2 separate regions of the Sminthopsis crassicaudata genome follow, and region 1 is linked to region 2. Evidence: chromatin contacts called from public Hi-C data. All regions are on one chromosome and are shown on one strand. Each heading gives the region's core, a stretch centred on a gene start, on an enhancer-like site or on the middle of the called end of the contact. The rest is flanking DNA. Distances are from core to core; before and after follow the strand shown. Region 1 holds the start of ZPR1 (ZPR1 zinc finger). Region 2 holds the start of SIK3 (SIK family kinase 3).

Region 1 (5,779 bases), core at 87-2,586, 340 kb after region 2:
GCAGGTCGACCCCTGTGGTGTTCGCTGCCATCGTGGAAAGTTCCTTCCGGGCTTCCCCTATCCGAACTCAGGACGGGGACTGGGGTCTCCTCGGATAGTTTCCGGGACACCTAGAGCACGAGCGAACCTCCGGGGTTCCCCACCTAAGTCTGGGAGGGATTTGCATTAAAAGGCACCTCTGCTCTGAGCGTCTTTCCCGGGAGGCCGAAGTTGCCCTGAGAAGAAAAGAGCTGGGAGCCTCAGCTTTTAGTTCAGGTGAGAGAGTTAAAAAAACCAAGAGCTGTTCCTAACAGCAGAGTGGGAGAAACATCGAGGGCTGAAAATGGGCTCCTCCAGTTTGGGCGGTAGTATATTGGCCTTGACCCCGAAAAGGCTGGGGGGACCGGCTGTGTCTTGGCTGCTGGTGCACTGAGAGGCGAAGAAGCTCCTTCCAGGGCTCCTTGGACTCCAGGGAGTTGGGGGGAGATTGGGACCCTCTCAGCTAACCTAATCAGGGTTCAAGTTTTGAGGTTTTTTCTCAAGCCGAGAGTCTCTGCTTTTCTAAGAGGCAGCCTAAAGGGGAGAGGAGCAGGCCCCAAGCCCCAAGCTTTCCAACTCTATGGCTTTTTCATTCTCTATGTGTCCCGAAGAGAGAGAAAGATATGAGGACAACTTTAATTTTTGTCAGTTTGCAGGATTTTATGCCCCGAGCTCCCCAGGCTGAGTGGGGAAGCTCCAGACAGCTTCCACCATGCCCCGGGTGTCCAGCTGTCTCTCCCTGCTGTAGAAGGGTGGGGGCTTACCTGAGCCAACCGTCAAGTCAGCCTTCGCCAGAAAGACTGAGGTGCTTGACTTTCTAGGAAAAAAAGCTTTGGTGTCCTCGGTTCAATAGCTCCTCGGCCGCCTCTAGCCGGGGTCCCCACACACTGGCACCCCGCCCTTCTCTGCAGGAGGAGAGCAGGAGGGAGTGCTCCCTGAGCCAGGAGGAATTTGTCAGAGACCGGCTGTAGGGTGGAAAGCAAACCTAGAGAGAGAGACCACAGGGGTCCCCATAAAGGAATTCTGCAAGCTAGAGAAAAGGCTTTTTTACCTCGCCCAGAGCTTTTGGGTTCGGTTCAGTCGCCAGTGATGTCTGGCTCTGGGTCCTGTTTGGTCAGGGAACCAAAACTATGATGAGGTTTAGGTTTGGGGGCTCCCTTTTGTAGCGATGATAAGGTCTAGATTTAGGGACCAAATGAGATGAGGTTTCCCGGTGGTCAGGGAGTTAGATGATGAGGTCTAGTGGCAGGTTCGGGGTTCAGCTCCCCTGCACCCCTCGGGATTCGGCACATGGCAGGGAGTTTGGGGAGCCCCCTTCTGGCGGCGCAGAGTCCCTGTAAAGGAATTTACAGACCCGGAAACCTGGATTGATAAAAGAGGTTTATTGGAGGTTTGGGAGTAAGGTTAGAAGTCCTGACAGAGGCACGAGGTCTGGTTAGGGTAGAGGGGGCGGCACTGTATTACCCAGCGGGCTCCTTGGCCTGGCCTGTTAGCCCTCTGCAGGGAGAGGGTGCTCCGCTGGCTCTCTGTAACCGGCGCTTTGGCCACCAGCTGAGGGGGAGTCCCGGGCTGGCTCCTGCACCAGCTGGGCATCGGCGAGCCGGAATTTGAGTGGACTGAACGAGTTCCTTTAATTGGCTAGGCTTGGGATCCTTTTTGCCCGGGGAACAGAATGGAGCGGCTTGTCTGGTCCCCTGGGGCGGGCGGCCCCTGTCCGAGGCGGATTTCCTCCCTCTGGGAGTGTCGGAGTTGGGGCCCTTCCTCAGGGAGGCTGGCTGGGGAGGAGCTGAGGTTGGGCCGCGGTGGACGGCAGACCCCTACGGAAGGAGCCGGCTCGGGCTGACGGGGAGGAGGGGCTTGTGGGTTTGTTTTCCAAGGAGGAAGAAGAAAGCTCCGGGAAAGAAGGAAGCCCGGAAAATGGGCGGGGCACCGGGCCGGGAAGGTGCTGTCCGGGGGTGCTGACACTGTGCCCGCTGTCTCCTGGGGCTGGGGGAGCAAGAGTGACTGGAGGGGCGGACGAGTGGGGGACCATGTGAAGGATTAGCAGTGCGGTGAAGGGCAGCGGGGGTCCGGACCTCCCGGGACGCCGGGAGCTTCCGTTATCTCCATTCTCGGCAGAGGGAAGAAGTGAGGGAGCATCCGAAGGCGGCTCTTCCCGGTTTTACACCCGCCCCTCTCTTCCCTGCAGTAATGCCCAGAGGGAACAGCCCGAACTGCGAGCAGCGGGGACCCCCGGCCAGGGGACTCAGTTATGGGCGGAGGTCCGAGGTCAGACTGGGAAACCAAGAGGGAGAGGCGGGCGGCTGCGGCCGCCGGCCCCGAAAGAGAGGCCGCTTCTCCCTCCGGGCCCCGCGCGGGCACCAGGAAGCCCGGGAAATATAGCCCGGGCCTGGGGCTTCGGCGCAAAGGCAGCCTCTGGAAAATCTGGAAGGAAGGGTTCACGAGGAAAGGAGGACTCCCACTCTAACTTGGAAGTGTGTGTGTATGGGGTGCCTAAGACTGCAAGCACAGTCGAACAGACCCGGGAAAAACTTAGTGGGAGGGGAAATGCCTAGATCTCGACGCAGCATGGGCGGAGCTACCATTAGCCTCCTCCCTTCTTTCCTTAGCGTCTCTTTACAGGCACTTCCGGCAGGTATATGCATTTTCTCAGTCACTTCCGGCGGATATGCGTATTTTCTCCCGTCTCTCCAAAAGCTTTTATATTCCAGCGGGCCCTTTAAGACGGGGCAGTAATCTTCACACGCCGGAAGTTTCTATGAAAGGGAGGTGTGGCCGCGCCTACGGAGCGGAAGCCGGAAGCGGAGGCGGCTGGAACTAACGTGGTGGCGATGTCGGCTCTCCGGGCGCTGGATCCTGGTGTCGCGGCCGGGGTAGGGCCGGGGTCCGCCACAGCCGCCGCCTCCGGGCCTCCCGGGGGCCCCGCCCTCGCTTCCGGGAATCTCTTCCATCCCATCAGCGCTGAGGACGAGGAGCAGCAGCCTACGGAGATCGAGTCCCTGTGCATGAATTGTTATGGCAACGTAAGGCCGGGGGCTGGGGACGGCCGGGGCCAGACTTTGATGAGCCAGATTCCTTCAGACGCGCCGGGACTGCTTTTGTAGTAGCCGAGGGTCTGGGTGTTGATAGAAGGGGACAGCCGCAGGTGCATTTATTAAGCGCTTGCTGTGTGCTACGTGCGGTGACAGCTAAGGAAATATAACCTCTCCAAGTAAACACTGGGTTCTGTCAAGCAAGTTCAAAAGCTTTCGGGTGGAGGGGAACACCCCAACCGGGGCGTCTGGAACGGTCTCTTCCGTCAGGAAGCGGCTCTCGGGAGGGGGGAGCCAGGAATGCTGAGAGTCGGGGTGGTGAGTTTGGCTGGCGAAAAAGTGTTTGAGGGAGAATGATGGATTCTCATCCTGGAAAGATGGTCTCCACCCAGATGTTGAGATCAAAATTCCTAACCGGAATTTGAATTTTATTGTTTTGTGTCAGCTTTTCTTCGGCACTCATAAGACCAGTGGGCTCCTCAGAATAGAGGTTTTAAACGTCCAATGTAAAACATGTGGGACCACCAAGGAAGCGCAGTTTGTGAATAGGAAGCCGGCAGTCACTTTAATAGTGTGTAGTAACCAGTAATTGGCACAAACATTATTTTGGGATCTGAATACAATGTGATGGGGCATGAAAATATCTGTGACTTTTATCGGTGACAGTCACAGGTACTGGTCATACTAGAATTACTGTCATAATTGAAGGAAATGCTTAATTTCAAATTGGAGATCTTCATTCAGCTTCATGTACTCCCTGAAATCTATTCATAATAAAATCCTAGGTACTTTTCTTGGGGGGAGGGGGAGATAACTGGGAACCCTAGTTTAAAGATTGTAGAATCTTGGAGCTTCTTGGAAAGTGATACAGTTGATCTGTGCTTTAAGAATATTCATTTTCCAGTTGTACGGAGTATGGATTGGAGAAAAAAGGCATGAAGACCAATTAAGAGGCTGTTTTGAGAGTCTGGGCAAGAGGCTATGGAGACCTAAAAACTAGGGTATTTGTATTGTGGGTGGAGAAAGGAAAGGATGTGAAGTGTTGTGGAGACAGAATTGAGAAGAGTAAGAAAACTAGATGTGAGGCATGTGTGTGGTGAGAGAAAGGAGTTGAGGATGAAAGATAACTCCCAAGCTAGAGGAGAAGTGGGTTTATTAGGAAAGAGAATGGGTTTGGCAATCAGATTTGAGGCATTGAGGTGGAGATTCTGGACTTGAGTTCAGGAGAGAGACGAGGGCTGGAAACATGGATTCGGAGTCATCTGCAATGGGGTTGTAGTTTAATCTGTGAAAGCCAATAAGATGACTGAGGAGGAATGTTCAGTGAGTGAAGGGGGCCCAGGATAGAAGTTTGGAGACCCATTCTTACATCTTTCTCATTTTCATTTTACAGGTGAGGAAAGTGGTTAGAGATTAGTGTTCTGCCAAGTTAGGGGCAGAGAATCTGAAAAGGACAGGCTGGACAGGCAGGGGAGAGTCTATTGAAGATGTGGTTGTAAATACGTTCAGATATTGCAGACAGTTCAGGTTAGATGAGCAGTAAAAAAGGGCCATTAGATTTAGTAGAAAAAAGGATTTTGGAGAGAAGTTTCAGACTTGGAGTCACAAGCCAGATTGCAAGGGGTTGAAAAGAGACAGATGGGTAGAATTGATGATCGGAGATCTTTCTTTTTTACCCGACTTTTGCATAGCTCAAGGGAATGGTAGGGTTTAAATACCTCTTTTTAAGATAGGAAAGAAACTAGAAATTTTAGAAGACATTGGGGAGTGAGGTGGGAGATGATTCTGAGGACTTGCTCCTGGGGTCCAGTCTGGAGATATGTGGGGATAGGAAATTTTGGGGAAGGAGCCTCACTGTTTTTTTTGTCTGGGGTCTGATCCATCTAGGGGATAACTCGCCTTCTGCTAACCAAGATTCCCTTCTTCAAAGAGATCATTGTGAGCTCTTTCTCCTGTGAACATTGTGGCTGGTCCAACACAGAGATTCAGTCTGCAGGCAGGATCCAGGAACAGGGTGTGCGCTATACCTTGTCTGTCAGGGTCCCTGAGGTAAGTTGGGAGGGGAGGGCAGGTGTTCATGCTGAGCATTATTTATTCTAGAAAGGCCCTTGACAGCATACCCTTCCTATACCACCATCTCAACAGCTAAGTGTTCATTGTATTAGATCATCCTATTTTCTGCTAAATTCTCTTCTGAAGCTGTTACATTAATTGAAATGAAAACTGTAGGAATCAAATTGTAGCTCCCCATCTTTGGGTCTGGGGGGAGAGGCAATGTTGCTGTTAGTTACGGTCTGCGACCTTATCTTTATGCTCAGGACATGAACCGAGAGGTGGTAAAAACAGATTGTGCCACGGCAAGGATCCCAGAGTTAGACTTTGAGATTCCTGCTTTCAGCCAAAAAGGAGGTAAGTCTGAGTGTATTGGGACTATCCCAAACAAAGAAAATATACATCAATTTTTTCTTAGTATATTGTCAGTTCCTTCTGTGGTCAGCATTGAACTTTGTTGGTGAATGGAATGCTTAGGTGGGCAATGAAATCCAAGATAGCTGACATTTCCTCCTTTGATGTTTTTCATCAGCTCTGACCACTGTTGAAGGATTAATTAGTCGTGCCATCTCTGGTTTGGAACAGGATCAACCAGCCCGAAGGGTAAGCTGTGGAGTATCAGATTTCAGTAAACCTGAGGACTAGCTCTTATGTGTCATTCACAGCTCTGTGATATT
Region 2 (6,149 bases), core at 2,615-5,114:
TTATGAGTTTAGAATGGTTAGGAAAGCGAGTCACCAAAGGTGTGAACTGGTGTATGTGCCAGATTTTGTTGACAGCTGATCCTGGTGAAAATTCAGTGGAGTTAGGAGGACCTGAGCTCAAATCTAGCTTCAGACACTTAACTCTGTAACACTGGGCAAGGCAGTTGACCCTGATCTTAAAAAAAAAAAAAAAAAAAAGTCAATAGTGGATCAAATGCTTTATAGATTAAGTTTCAGCCCACTTTCTCTAGGAACCAAGATAGTATAGGAGAGACCATGTCTTTGGGTGTATGTGTAGGGGAATGTTTTCTATTTCTATTTTTGCTGTATCTTTTTACTAAACCTTTCTTTTAAATTATGTGGAGCTAATTAATTGATCATATTGATGGTGTTGATGATATAAAGGAGACACTAATTCAGTTCAATCATTTTAGGGTCACACTTGACTCTTCATGATCCCAGACATGGATTTTCTTGACAAAGATACTGGAGTGTTTTACCATTTCATTTTCCAGCTCATAATACAGATGAGCAAACTGAAGCAAACAGGGTCAAATGACTTGCTCAAGGTCACATAGCTAGTGTGTGTCTGAGACCATATTTGAACTCAGAAAGATGAATCTTCCTGATTCAGGCCTGGCACTCCATCCATGTAGCCATGTGAGCTAGGAATACTATGTGAAAAGTCTTGCACTTCATATATGCATAAGTTGGCACATACAAACAGAATCCAGCCTTAGTGAAAAGGCACTAGCAACTAGGAGTGAGAGAGAACAAGGAAAGGTCACTTGCCTGAGCTGAATCTTAAAGGAAGCTAAGAATTTTAAAGGACAGAGGTTAGGAGAGAGGGAATTCAAGGAATGGGACACCCACAGTCCAAAGTCATGGAGATGGGAAATGGAGCCATGAGTGTAAGAAACAGTGAGTTGGTTAATATGGCTGAACTGTACAGTTCATGCAGGGGAGTAATGAGTAAGAAGAAATATAGGGAGGGGTTGGGTTGTGAAAAGCTTCTATAAATTTAACTTAAGGATTACCTAATGGGAAGCCACTGGAGGTTACTGGTGGAAGAGAAGGTCATATATATGCTTTAGGAAACTGATTTCATCATCTCTGTGCAGGATGGATTGAAGTAGAGAAGACTTGAATTAGATGGACATTTCCACACTCTAGGTGAGAATTAATAATGGCCTCAATCAAGGCCATGCTATATGAGTAGAGCGAAGAGGACGAAAGAGGAGGGTTTTAAGAAAGAAATTATATATTTTGGCACCTAATTGGAAATGAATGAGGGGTTAAGAATGATGATTGTGAGCCTGAGGCCTAGAAGGATGATGATGCTCTCGCTAGTAACAGGGATGTTTGGAAGAAAACTGGGTTTTGTGAGAAAGAGAATGAGTTTTATTTTGGACACATGGAGTTTGAAATGCCTATAGATATCCAGTTTGAAATACCAATAAGGCACTTGATAATGTGGGATTATAATTTAAAAGAGAAACTAGGACTAGATATACAGATCTGAAAATCCTCTGCTTAGAAATAATAATTGAATCCATGGAATTAATGTGATCACCAAGTGAGAGAGCACAGGAAAAAAAAAAAAAGAGGACCCAAGACAGAAGCTTGGGGGATGCCCACAATGGGCTTGACAGATGGAAATCCAGTGAAGGAGCATCAGATAGAAGGAAGAAGAACTGGAGGGAAACCTAGAGATGAGAGAATGCACAGGAATAAAAAGATAATTCATGTCAGATGTTACAAAGTGAACAAGAAGGTTGGGAACTCAGGATCTGGCGATTAAGAGGCCTTGGTTAACTTTGGAAAGAGAGGGTGGTTTCATTTGCATGATGAAATCAGAAACCTGACGTCAGAGCATTTAGAAGCTAAACTTTAGAAAAGAAATAAAATTAAGGTAGGGATTGGTAAACGCAGCAGGAAATGCCAGAGGGTAGTCTAGTTTTGTGCTTATTCAGTGAATAGGTATGACAGAGAGAAGGAGGAGGAGGAACAGCAGAAGAGAAGAGGAGAAAAAGAAGAGGAAAAGGAGGAGGAGGAGGAAGAAAAGGAGCAGCAGGTGGAGCTGCCAGAACCTCCCAGGAGACTGTTCTCAGAGGTCTAACTTGACCACAGAAGCTTGTTGCTTCTTTCTCTCCCATGGTACCCTGGGATCCTAATGACCAGAGCCATCCTCTGCTCAGGGACCATCACTAGTTGCAGGCTCTCTGTTCTTGGATGGTCAATGGGCTGCTGCTCCTAGGTCAGGTCTCACAATCTCATTTCCCCATGGAGCTGATTTCAGCCTTGTCTGATTCTCCTGTGACCCTGTTTGCAGCTTTCTTAGCGCTGCAGTGATAGGCCGTCTCCTTCTCCAGCTCTCTTTGCAGCTGAGGCAAATAGAACTGTGATTTGTCAGTCACCCAGCATGTCAATGTCTGAGGCCGGATTCAGGAAAATGAGTTACAAACTTGCTGGAACAGGAGCAGGTCTGAATAGAGCACCTTGGAACGTGTAAGTCTCGCTCTGGGTGCAGGATGACCTGAAGGAAGCGAACATTGCAGGGAGGCCAGCTGTGACAGCTTGGGTGAGAGGTGATGAGGGCCTAGTCTGGTCAGACAGCGGTAATGGACAAAGGAAACGGGAGGTGAGGTGCACAGAAGAGGTAACACAGCATCTGCTAAGCGGTGGCTGGTAAGGCGCTGGTTTGGAGTCTCCCCAGACTGTTAAAAGGAGGTAGTTGTATAGGAAAGGGGGCGCCTTTGGTTCTGGGTTCTGAATCTGAGGTGCTGGTAGAAAACGCGAGGTACTGCAGAAAAGATTAGACTATAGACAAAGGCGGAGTGATGTACACCCCAAAAGTGTAACTGAAATCTGTACGCAAATAAAATCCCGGAAGGGGAGGAGGGTTTTGGGAGAGCACACTCATTAGGGGTCAGGAGAAGGAAAAGGAGCAGTTAAAGGGAGTAAGAGATAAGTATTTCAGAGGTGAATGAAAGGAAATTAAATAGATTCCAAATGAATGAAGAAACAGGCTGTGAGGAGAGGCAGTTACTTTTCCAAGGTCACAAAGCCGGTGAAGTGACCGAGCCCTTCCATTACACCATGCTGCTCACTGAGAAAAGGTAATTAATTGGATTTGGCAATGAGGTCACCGGTGACCTCACAGCAAGCAGTTTCTGGAGAGAGGTGGGGGCGGTGTGAGATTGCAGAGGGGTTAAGTGGTGAGTGGGTCGTGAGTCACTGGAGGAGAAACAGAATTTTTAGAACAGGAAGGGAACTTAGAGGTCATCTCCTCCGCGGGTTTTATTTTACTGATGAGGAAACTGAGGCCGCAGCGCTGAAACAAGTTGCCCCGTCACACAGCTGGTGCAGTGGCCGAGGTGGGTAACCCCGCCGATGGTGGGCCGGGCTAAACATCACTCTGAGACGCCCCGGCAGGGTCCCCGTGAAATCTAGGGCACACGTGGAGGAGAGGGTGGGAACCAGTGTCAAACACGGGGATGATTTCTGGAAGCGTGGTGAGGTCGGGGAGGGAGTGAGGGAGGTCTTTTGGAGAAGACGAGTCACGTGGACAGAGCGAACTGTAACTGGAACTTGGCTGGCACGCTCCGGGTAGCCGCAGCCTGGGCCCCAGAGGAGGGCGCTTGGGAGCCGGCGCCCAGCAAACCTGGGCCCACGCGGGGAGGCAGAGCGCACCGATGACGTCACGGTTGCCATGGCTCCGGGCAGTGACGCGAATCGGCACGTGACGAACGGTTGCCATGGCGCTGGGCGCCGGGCGGCGCGGGAGCCCCGCCTACCCAGTGACGTATTCCCCGCTTCCCCCTCCTTTCCCGCCCCCCTGCCCCCCTCCCGGCTCCCCGCGGTCCCGGAGGTTTCTCTGCACAACAAGATGGCGGCGGCGGCGGCAAGCGGAGCTGGCGGGGCTGCTGGGGCCGGGGCCGGGGGAGTCGGTCCGGCCGCTCGTCTGCTGCCCCCGCCAGCTGCCGGACCCCCGGCTGCGCCCGCCCCGGTGCCCTCTGCCGGCACCCCGCGCCCCCCAGCCCCGGCCCCCCGCGGGCCGATGCCAGCCCGTATCGGCTACTACGAGATCGACCGCACCATCGGCAAGGGCAACTTCGCCGTGGTCAAGCGGGCCACGCACCTCGTCACCAAGGCCAAGGTAGTGAGCGGCGCGGGGCTGTGCGGGCGTGCAGCCGGGCCGGGCCGGCGGGAGCTGCCGGCTAGCCTGCGTCGGCGGAGCCAGGGGGAGCGGCGAGGAGCCGGCGGGGGCAGGGGCGCTCTCGCCCCGGGGCGGGGGGCAGCGGGCACGGGGGACGGGGCGAGAGGCCAGAGGTGTGAAGGGCAGGCGCCGACCCGGGGCAGCGGGAGCGCTCGCGCCTGGGAGGTGGGGGCGGGCGAGACGGGGAGAGAGACACCGGCTGCAGAAAAGCGAGGGGAAGTCACTGGGGACCAGGAAGCGGGGAAGCCCGGGGGGCCGGCGGACGCGTCCGCGGGGAGCCCCGGGAGCTGCTGACGCCCGGGAGCCCGGCAGCCCCTGCTGGCGGGGGCCGGAGGACCACCCGGTGCCCGGGGCTGGGAGGAGATGAGGACCGCGGGATGGTCTTTCAGGAAACGGGGAGATGCCCCTGACGGGGGCGCGGGGGCCGTAGAGGGGTCATCCCAGCCTGAAAAGCGCTTGGCGTGGGAGACCGAGGCTCAGCGCCCCCTGCCCCGTTGTGATGGAGCGGTGGGAAGCAGGGGATCGGACCCACTCTGGGTAATTGGCGAACAGATTGACCCTGGACTTGGGGTGTCATCAGTGGGGTCGGATCCAGGGCTAAGAGGTTCGAGGTGACCCAGAATGTCAGGGTGTCGGGCACGGGGTGGGGGGTTAGATTCACGGAGGAGAGAGCGCCGTACCTGCCTGTACGGGTCTGGAAAGGGGGCGACCACTTCCTGAAGGACCCAGAGATAGGGAATGTGGACATGGCACTCCGTGAGTCTTGATTTCTCAAGGAGATAGTGCCTGGGAAGATAGCGGCGGAATTTGAGGAGAGGTTCTTCCAGGGCAAGGGAAAAGGAAACCTGGGGTTAAGCGTTGGGGTTGGGGTGCGCATCAGTAGGGAAGTAGCCTTTCACCAAGGCAGTGGGGAGTTTGTTGGAACAGGGGTATCAGTGTTGCGGGTTTCACCTCCCCCAGGTGGATGTTGGTTCCCTCTTCCCCCCCCCCCCCCATTTCTCTTTTGGAGAAAGGAGGAGCAGCACCTTCCTGCAGCCTCCTCTCTTGGGCATTGTTTGAATTTGAAATCAGGTGGATTTTTTTGAATTTGATAGAGCTTACAAACTCCCATCTTTTCTGTTGCCAGGAAACAGCCTGTTGTTTTTCTCTGAGATTCTCAGTCTCTTAGGTCCTTATTTTCTTGGGTCATTCTCACTTGAATTTTCTGCTGCAGATAATTTCACCAGAAGTTCCAATCCTTGGGTCCCTGAAACCCCATGGGATCTGTGGGATTGATTTCAGGAAATCTTTGAACTTAAAACTTTTAATATATTGAGAATCATTTCGGTATCATTGGTTTCTCTTATAAGCAGTGTATTTGATGTTATACATTTAAGAGCATTCTAAGAAAGTGCAGGCTGACAAAGAAGTTCATGATACACAAAAAAGGTTAAAAATCACTAATCCAGGCCAACTGAGTCATTGGGGGGGGGATGGGACCCAAAGAAACCCACGTGATTTGCCTAAGGTCATATAGCTGATAGAACCAAGAGTCCAAATTTTCCGACTACTAATGGGCTTTAGAATATACACAGTCATTCTGTTTATTTTTCTCCACTTTAACTTGTGACTTGATTCGAACCCCCATGGTTACTGACTCTTCTGCCAAAACCTCGTTTTTTAGTTTTCCCTCATTCCCTTAGATTCTTTTTTCACTTATCTTCTCTCTCTGCTTATTATTGTAGTGAAGACATTTATTTTCAGGAATTAGTGGTTTATCTGGGCCTTTTTTCTCTAGCTCCCTTGCAACCTTGAAGTTCCTTTTTTTTTTTTCTTTTTCCTGTCAAAGAATACAAGAGCCCTTCCTCTCCTGGGTGTATAGCTGGGAGAGAATTGATTGGTCAGTTTCACTTCCTCTAGGGGACTCCCTTCAAACTTTTTCTTAGTTTTC

The links. A called contact is a pair of places that touch in the nucleus more often than the background predicts.
Region 1: a contact with region 2 is called in a Hi-C map of hippocampus, with 3 times the contacts expected there. The contact joins the promoter of ZPR1 here to the promoter of SIK3 in region 2. A contact is called at or near these places in 2 of 2 Hi-C or Micro-C datasets (fibroblasts and hippocampus).

The regions. Positions count from the first base shown.
Region 1 is chr3:518,079,710-518,085,488 of ASM4859323v1, forward strand. It overlaps ZPR1 (ZPR1 zinc finger), which reads left to right and starts at 1,337. Exons shown (of 15, transcript XM_074304193.1): 1 at 1,337-1,421; 2 at 2,628-3,041; 3 at 4,938-5,099; 4 at 5,369-5,459; 5 at 5,635-5,705. The coding sequence starts at 2,850.
Region 2 is chr3:517,741,495-517,747,643 of ASM4859323v1, forward strand. It overlaps SIK3 (SIK family kinase 3), which reads left to right and starts at 3,865. Exons shown (of 24, transcript XM_074304183.1): 1 at 3,865-4,159. The coding sequence starts at 3,890.